Linked DNA regions of Mus musculus: region 1 is linked to region 2. The links are chromatin contacts, called in public Hi-C maps. All regions are on one chromosome and are shown on one strand. Each heading gives the region's core, a stretch centred on a gene start, on an enhancer-like site or on the middle of the called end of the contact. The rest is flanking DNA. Distances are from core to core; before and after follow the strand shown.

Region 1 (3,949 bases), core at 1,424-3,923, 170 kb before region 2:
TCAGTTTGTCCCTGACTATGTGCATATGGCTACAAAATGCATGTCAAACTCATACATCTCTGGCATATGTGTGTGTGGTTTTTGCCTTGGAATTTCTTGAGTATCCTTGTTGATAGTATTACCAGCAATCTGTATCTCTGGCTTACAGGCAATTCACACTAGTGATACATCGCTGCATTACCCTGAGAGAATATGTTTACCGTAGCAAGTTTCATTGCTTTCCCCCTACCCCCACCCCTGCATTGCATTGTTTGCTTTTGCTTGTTTGAATTGGGAAGCAATTTCCTTCCTAAAAGATATGGAAATCCTCTGTGTGTGTGTGTGTGTGTGTGTGTGTGTGTGTGTGTGTGTGTGTGTGTTATTAGCAAAAGTCATCAATGTGTTAATTCTCAGAAAAAAAATGGTTCTTTCTAATAATATCCTATGTAACTGATATTCTATGTCATTTTAAGTAACCAAAGTTTGATGATACCCAAGAAAGACACAACCTCCATTAGAGTATTGCCAATTAAATGAAGCTGTGCTCCTTGCTTTTTCAAATTCAACCCGTGAGCCAATTTCAAAATGGCCTCATAAATCACCAAGGAAGCCTGACTGTTGCTCACCCTGCCTCCAAGTTTGACAATATGCCTTTATAACTTACATTGATAATGATCTCTCGAGGGAGTCAAAAGTGTTCTAAATTTTGGGGTTCTCTTATGCCTTTAGACACCTCACCAGAAGGGTAACTAATGCTGTTGGGTTCTACCAACATCATTTTCACCTTCTTTTTAACCTCGTGTGGCTCAGGCATTAGAACATGTTTAAAACTAATGAAAAAGCTTAGACAGTGGTGGTTTTCGCATCCTTGTTTTGTTTCATTTCTTCTTCTCTACCACATCCCCCGATAACGATTTCCACGGGCTGGAAACAGTGAGGACAGAAGTTCTCACTGGATATATTTTAAATGGGGTTGATAGCTCCGCAAGTGATCTCATAGCCCCCAAAGCACTTTACACACTGAGTAATCACTTCAGACACTAAATATAGAAAATATAATCTTTAAAACCATCACAAATAAATCCATATTTGAAACTTAGTCTACCACAAAGTGTCTCTGCTTTTGATGTAGCCTTTAAAAATCGTCATGGATGCCCTGATGGAGCTGGCTTCTTGTTACTGCTCTTCTTGTTGGTTTGATTGATTTTCTTCATGATGCTTTAAGGTATACCTCACCCTCTTAGTCATTTTGGTTATGTGGAAGCAGGATGCTGTCATGATGGGAACGGTGTACCCAATGATCTTCATCTAATTCCTTACTGGATTAGGGAGTAAATATCTCATTTCTGAGGTTTAAATAAAACCATGATAATTTTTTTATTTATGGAGGATTTTCTCTATATAACATGCACAGTATTGCTATAAAATAATAGGCTTTATAATACATATAACTAAACTATATGTCTTTAAACACACACATATATAACTATAACTATATATGTATATATAGTTTACACTGAGGATTGATGTTATTTCAGCATTAATAACTCCATTTATTCAATATTTAATTAGGCATGGACATGAGTAGTAGATTAATTGCAAGTATATTAGGATAGAGTAATTTCAAGACAAAGGTTTTGTTTTCTATAAAAACACAATGCAAATAACCACCATTTCAATCACTCATCCATCTGGTACATCAGTCTTGTGATCTATTTATTTAAGCTACATACCAGTAATAACTGGTGTCAGATCTGAAAGATGTGGCCCATGCCTTCTCTGGTGTGCTCTGGCATGCTCTGGTGTGGTTGTGTCAGCAGAGGCTCACATGCTGGTATTAAACACAACCCTGAGCAGTTAGGAAAAAAGAAGCATTTCTTCAAACAAACTTTCTTTGGCAAGTTCACCTTGGTTGTAGATGACCGAGAAAATAATGAACTAGAACCTTACTTAATCTTTTCCAAACGTGAGTTCTCTTAGATGACTGAGATATTTTGTCCCATAACAGTGATTTTTCATGTTGAAATTTTTTTCTTATTTATAAATAATAAAGTAGGTGTAAAAGTGCTTTACATGGATAAATCCTCTCCTTAGATAGTAAAAATACTTGTGATTTCACCATTTATGTAGCAAGCAGGTTTTGTTACCTGGGGGGCTAGCAACCTGAGGTGAGGACCTCTGCCTAAGTATATAACTTAGTATAGTCACTTTAGCTCAAAATCCATTCTGGAGAGTGGTGCCTTTATGAAGTGCATTTGGTTTCACTAAATGCTTTTTTTAAACCACATAAAATAGCATATGATGTCACCTCTGATTCCTGTGTAAAGAAGTTCCCTCCTTCTTGCCCAAATCCTTCTACTCCACACCCCACCCCACAAGTTTGACTAACTCATCCACGTTGAAGTTTTCTTTCCCTTCCCAAACCATGCTTTTGACATTTCTGTCCTCTCTTGCATGTATTTTGTTTTCCACTTTGATTTTCTGTCTTTCCAGGTTTCCTTTAGATACTGATGTGAATCTTGGGAGATTCCCTTTGCTTCTTTCGGAAAAACAAATAAATAAGAGAGACTAATATAGAATGCAACAACGGTGGGAAGTCACAGTCACAAACAGCAGCCATGGCACAGGACACCACAGAGACAAAGCTTGCTCACTCCTGCCTTCCCTGAGACGCCTCCCTGGGAGGGTATCCCTTTGAAACAGAAGCCACCAACCACCCCTCAGGGATGGAAAACAGTAAGCTGTGAATGATAAAGGATTAAGTCATAGGTTATCAATGTGCACAGGGCTTTGTTGGCCTTTGTTCTGAGGGCATACAAGACATTTTCCCCCCTTTAGTGGTTGGAATTTGATTCATTTCCTCTTTTTTCCCCTTTGGTTTCTGATCTAGAATTCTAAGCTTATCTGTTAGAGCAGTTTGAAACCTGTGCTGAATCTAAGGGGTCTAGGTGTGCCTACAGCAGCTATTCGAGCAGCTGGTTGATAAGACAGTAGGTTTTGTAAATGTTTTCCAGTCTCTAATAGACTGGGCTTGGAGAATAACACTGATATCTAGGAACAAAACCCATCTCACAAGACTGTTATCCTGATTTCCCCTTAAAGCTGGTTCAAGAAGTATTCCAAAGCTAATCTTTACCAGGCCATTGTCTCTGCCTTCCACTCCCTACAGTGGCATGAGAGGAAGTTAATGACAAGTAGCTGAGTAACCAGAAATGGCAGGTGTGATCCACTGAAAATCTGGCTCCATTAGGCTACTGTCAAAACCCTTACAAGAACTTTCCATCCTAAACGGTCACTGTTAGTTAGCTGGGTCTTTGACAACTCCAGGCATACTACAAGGAAAATGTGGGCACATTTTACATCCTCATTTTTTTTGAAACCTTTGTGGATTACAGCTAGGATAACATGGGTGGCCTGCTTCCTTAAGGTCCAACAGGCTTATATCCTTCAAAGTGGGAAAACTCCAAAATGATCAAAAGAGAAGCCACTGATTGGCTATTGGCACTCTATTCCTTGAAATCATGCTGTGGATTAGCAAATGTTAATTGCTGAGTACAGAGTTGTCTTGCTGGGGCTTGCTTCAGAGTCGGGAATTGGGAATTTAATTTTCCTGCTTTGGAAGCCTGCTTTGGCATCTAGGTGTGCACAAAAGGGAATGGGCGGAGTCTTCTACCTAATGGGGAAGGCAACCTAGAAACAAGCTGAGAGCTGGGTCTGAGATTCTAAGAATCAGAGCCTTCCCAGTCCCAAACTCTGCAACCTGTGGTTGCAGAGCCACTATCCTGCTTCTTACCCCTCCATACTACACTGCAATGAAAAAAAGAGAAGACACAGGCCAAAGTGAAAAAAATTCCCTGTAAACAGCACTCAAGGCAGGCAGTGGTATTCTCAGGGACATTAACTGATTTCTAGTTATTATTTATTAAAATCTTCAGAAAACTGGCTTCTTTTCCACTTGAAAAGAAACTAC
Region 2 (3,601 bases), core at 208-2,707:
CAGTGACCCTCTTTGTATGAGTAGTAGGAACTGCCTGGCTGGTGGGAGTGCGGGGGAATGGGGAGGGGATAATCCACTACTGGCAGGTGATAATTTGGGGTCTTGCTGAGTAGTAACAATGCAATAACACAGAGACATCAAAGGCTCATGCAGATATTAAGTTTTACCTCAGAAGTTTTACTTCTTCCCCAGCCACCTTGAGACTAGAGATAAGCAACATGTGTCCTTCAGCAAGAATAGGCACAGGGACAGAAATGGCTCCTGTCACATAAGACAAGCTCCACAACTCCTTCCATGGATATTTTATTCCCTATTCTAGGGAGGAATGAAGTATCCACGAGTTGGTCTTCCTTTTTGATTTTCTTGTGTTTTGGCAGTTGTATCTTGGGTATTCTAGGTTTTAGAGCTAAGACGAAAGGATGGGCCATCCAGAGACTGCCCCACCTGGGGGTTCATCCTATAATCAGCCACCAAACGCAGACACTATTGCATACGCCAGCAAGAGTTTGCTGAAAGGACCCTGATATAGCTATCTCCTGTGAAGCTTTTCCAGTGCCTGGCAAATACAGAAGTGGATGCTCACAGACATCTATAGGATGGAACACAGGGCCCCCAATAGAGAAGCTAGAGAAAGTACCCAAGAGCTGAAGGGGTCTGCAACCCTATAGGTGGAACAACAATATGAACTAGTACCCCCAGAACTAGTGTCTCTAGCTGCATATGTAGCAGAAGATGGCCTAATTGGCCCATCATTGGGAAGAGAGGACCCTTGGTCTAGCAAACTTTATATGCCTCAGTATAGAGGAACAGCAGGGCCAAGAAGTGGGAGTGGGTGGGTAGGGGAGTGGGTGGGTAGGGGAGTAGGTGGGGGAGGGTATGGGGGACTTTTGGGATAACATTTGAAATGTAAATGAAGAAAATATCCAATAAAAAAAATAAAAGGAAAAAAAAAAAAGACAAGCTCCACAGTGGGAAGGACTGTCCCTGGCCGTCCTGCTGGTGACCCTCATCAAGCTGTATGGAAAGGGAGCCAGGACAACAAGGGCTTTCAGTTTGCCAATCTGCACAGACTGGCTTGAGCAATAATAATCTCTTAGCCCCGTGCCTGCATTCGACCCTTAGACATTTCATCCTTAACATAAACAACACCAAAGGTAGCAAAGAAAGAAAAACAGCGGCTATCTCTAGGAAGATAAGGATTAAAATGAAAGTCCACAAGCCAAAAATCACAAGAGCCACAATAACCGAAAGACCTCCTCCTGAGGCACGGGACCTCTAGTCAACCTCAATTTGTAAAGGCAAGCAAGGAAAGGCCCTAAATGCTCCCATTTGATCACAGCTTTCAGACATCTAGGGCCTGGCTGCTTAAGAATTCTTACCATTAGTGGCTCTGGTCTATAGTGGCCCTTAGTTCTCAGCTCTAACTCCTTGAGTAAGGAGGGGATCCCAGCCCATCCCTTCTTTGTCAAAACCTCCTGGAGGTGGGGTAGCAGGAAGAAAAGCATTTCCTAGGGGCCTCTAAATCAGAATCGCAAAAGACAGGTTATCAACAGAAGAAGGCCTCAAGTACCAAGAGTACTGCAGCACCAGGAGTTTGCACAAAGGAAGTAGAAAGTAAAATGTAGAGCCAAGGAATGAGGTATCCTTTTAGCAAAAGAAAGAGGGCTGAACTCCAGAGGACAAAAGATTACAGGGAAGTGAGAAGGAATTACATGCCTGGAAACTAATAGGAGATGAGGGCTATTTTTAGTAAGGTCTATTTATACAAACTCATCTAGGTGTTGACTCCCTATCTTGAATGATAAAAGAGTTGCCCAGTTCCTCCTGGTGGGGTGGAGTGAAGGGCAACTTCCTCAATGGAAAATTTGTGTCCTTGCAAGGCACATGAGACGTTGCCTAGAATATGTGCAGTCTCCATTGCCTTCAGCTCAAAATAATCTTTTTGCCAAAGTGGCATATTATTTTAGGGTGGCATCCTAAGTGAATTTGACTCTTGTAAAAGATCACGGTTATACAAAGGGTCACTGGGTTCTCTTTCTATATGGAGAAGGATGTGGTCCCCAGCTTCATTATTTCATGTAGGACACCAAACAAAAGCCTTCTATGAAGGTGATGCCTTTTGAGAGAGTAGGGAAGGGATGGTTACAAAAGAATTTTTGGTGGCTTTTTCCTTTCCCTTTGTTTTTTTAAAGAGAGGAGGATTACAATATGCTACCCAGGCTGATCTTGAACTCCTAGGTTCAAACAACCTTCCCAGGCCAGCCTCCTGAATGACCACCTTGGGATCACCAATTCTTTATAATTATTAATCTTTAGTAACCACACAAAATAAGGTCCTTTTTACAGCATTTTTTTTCTGCATAGATATCACTCTCTTTTGCCTGTGTTCACTCCATGACTTTCCCTGTGTCCTCCTCTCATTCCTGCTGGTCTCCAAATAATTTCCAGCTTTCATGTGAAAGCACAAAACATTACTGTGGTGTGGTTCATGCCTTGAATCGTAGGGTACCAGAGGTAGAGGCAGATGGATCTTTGTGAGTTCAAGGCCAGCCTGTCTACAAAAGGAATTCTAGGACAGCCAAGGCTACACAGAAAAACTGTCTCAAAAAACAGCAAGAAGATAGAAAGGAAATAATTCTAACTGTTGTCAAGCTGTCTGATTTTTAAAGCAGGCTGGCCTTGAACTCACAAAGATCCATCTGTAAAATTTAATCATCAATGTTCTTGGCAGCAAGACTAAGGTATACAGAGAGAAGACCATATCTTAAAAGAGATTAAGGTCAGCCTATGACTACCTCTGTAATATGACACTTATTTAAATTAGGAAGTGTATAATATGCTTTGTTTATTTTAAGAAAGTAACTTTGGTGGCTGATAAAACATACATCAATGTGAAGAAAAATTGGTGTCAGGAAGCCAAAACTATATTGTAACTGTCTACTTGAAAAGCAATAAGGGATTCCCATATGTGCTAGCCATATCATACATGTATGTGCTAGTCATACCATTCTACCTGAGTCAGATTCCACTGAAACTGGTTCTGTTGGCTTCACCAATTTCTCAGAAGCCCTAATACTGTGTCATCTAGGGCATCATATATCCTCTGTGTTAGAGATACTCTATGGACCTAGTCTTTTGCTACCAACCAACTTTGCAGCTGAGCTGAGATTTCCCATCAAGCATGCTGTAGCCTGCAATTAGGTTGTTTAACATCAGCTGAGACCCTTTACTTTGCTATCAGCGAGTGCCTTGGCTGATTCAAACACAAGCTATCACATCTCAGTTGGCAAGCCCTACTTGATTCATGCTGAGAAAGTGGTCTAGTCCAGACAGCATGAGGCTAAAGGTACCACAGCTTCTGTTGCTTCTTTTCTGAATAAGACATCTCTGTATAGCCAAGGTTAAGTAAAATTATGAGCCTGGTAAGAGAAAATAAAGAGAAAAGGTAAAAGATGCCTACCAAAGCAAAGAAGGAAAGGGATTCTGATGGAGATTTTCCATAAGTAGCAGTTATCCACTTGTGTGCATTTTTTAAGGCGTTGAGAATTCACAGTGTGTACGTGTGTGTGTGCGCATGCAAGCAAGGCTGTATGGATATGTG

The links. Hi-C and Micro-C count contacts between places; a contact is called where the count stands out from the background.
Region 1: a contact with region 2 is called in a Hi-C map of reprogramming fibroblasts, with 1.9 times the contacts expected there. The contact joins two enhancer-like sites. A contact is called at or near these places in 4 of 484 Hi-C or Micro-C datasets (the HPC-7 cell line, pancreatic cancer cells and reprogramming fibroblasts), 5 of 115 datasets of contacts at active chromatin or transcription factors (embryonic fibroblasts, embryonic stem cells and extraembryonic endoderm stem cells) and 1 of 9 other capture datasets (embryonic stem cells).

Annotation. Positions count from the first base shown.
Region 1 is chr8:32,208,980-32,212,928 of GRCm38.p6, reverse strand. It overlaps a transcript of Nrg1 not described here. Among named protein-coding and RNA genes, the nearest start is that of Gm22140, 25 kb to the right of the region's middle. Within about 2 kb of position 2,673, at least 14 of the 459 cell types and tissues checked have an H3K27ac peak or open chromatin away from gene starts, as enhancers often do. A contact at or near this core is called in reprogramming fibroblasts, where this site is marked.
Region 2 is chr8:32,042,682-32,046,282 of GRCm38.p6, reverse strand. It overlaps a transcript of Nrg1 not described here. Among named protein-coding and RNA genes, the nearest start is that of Gm26578, 35 kb to the right of the region's middle. Within about 2 kb of position 1,457, at least 10 of the 459 cell types and tissues checked have an H3K27ac peak or open chromatin away from gene starts, as enhancers often do. A contact at or near this core is called in reprogramming fibroblasts, where this site is marked.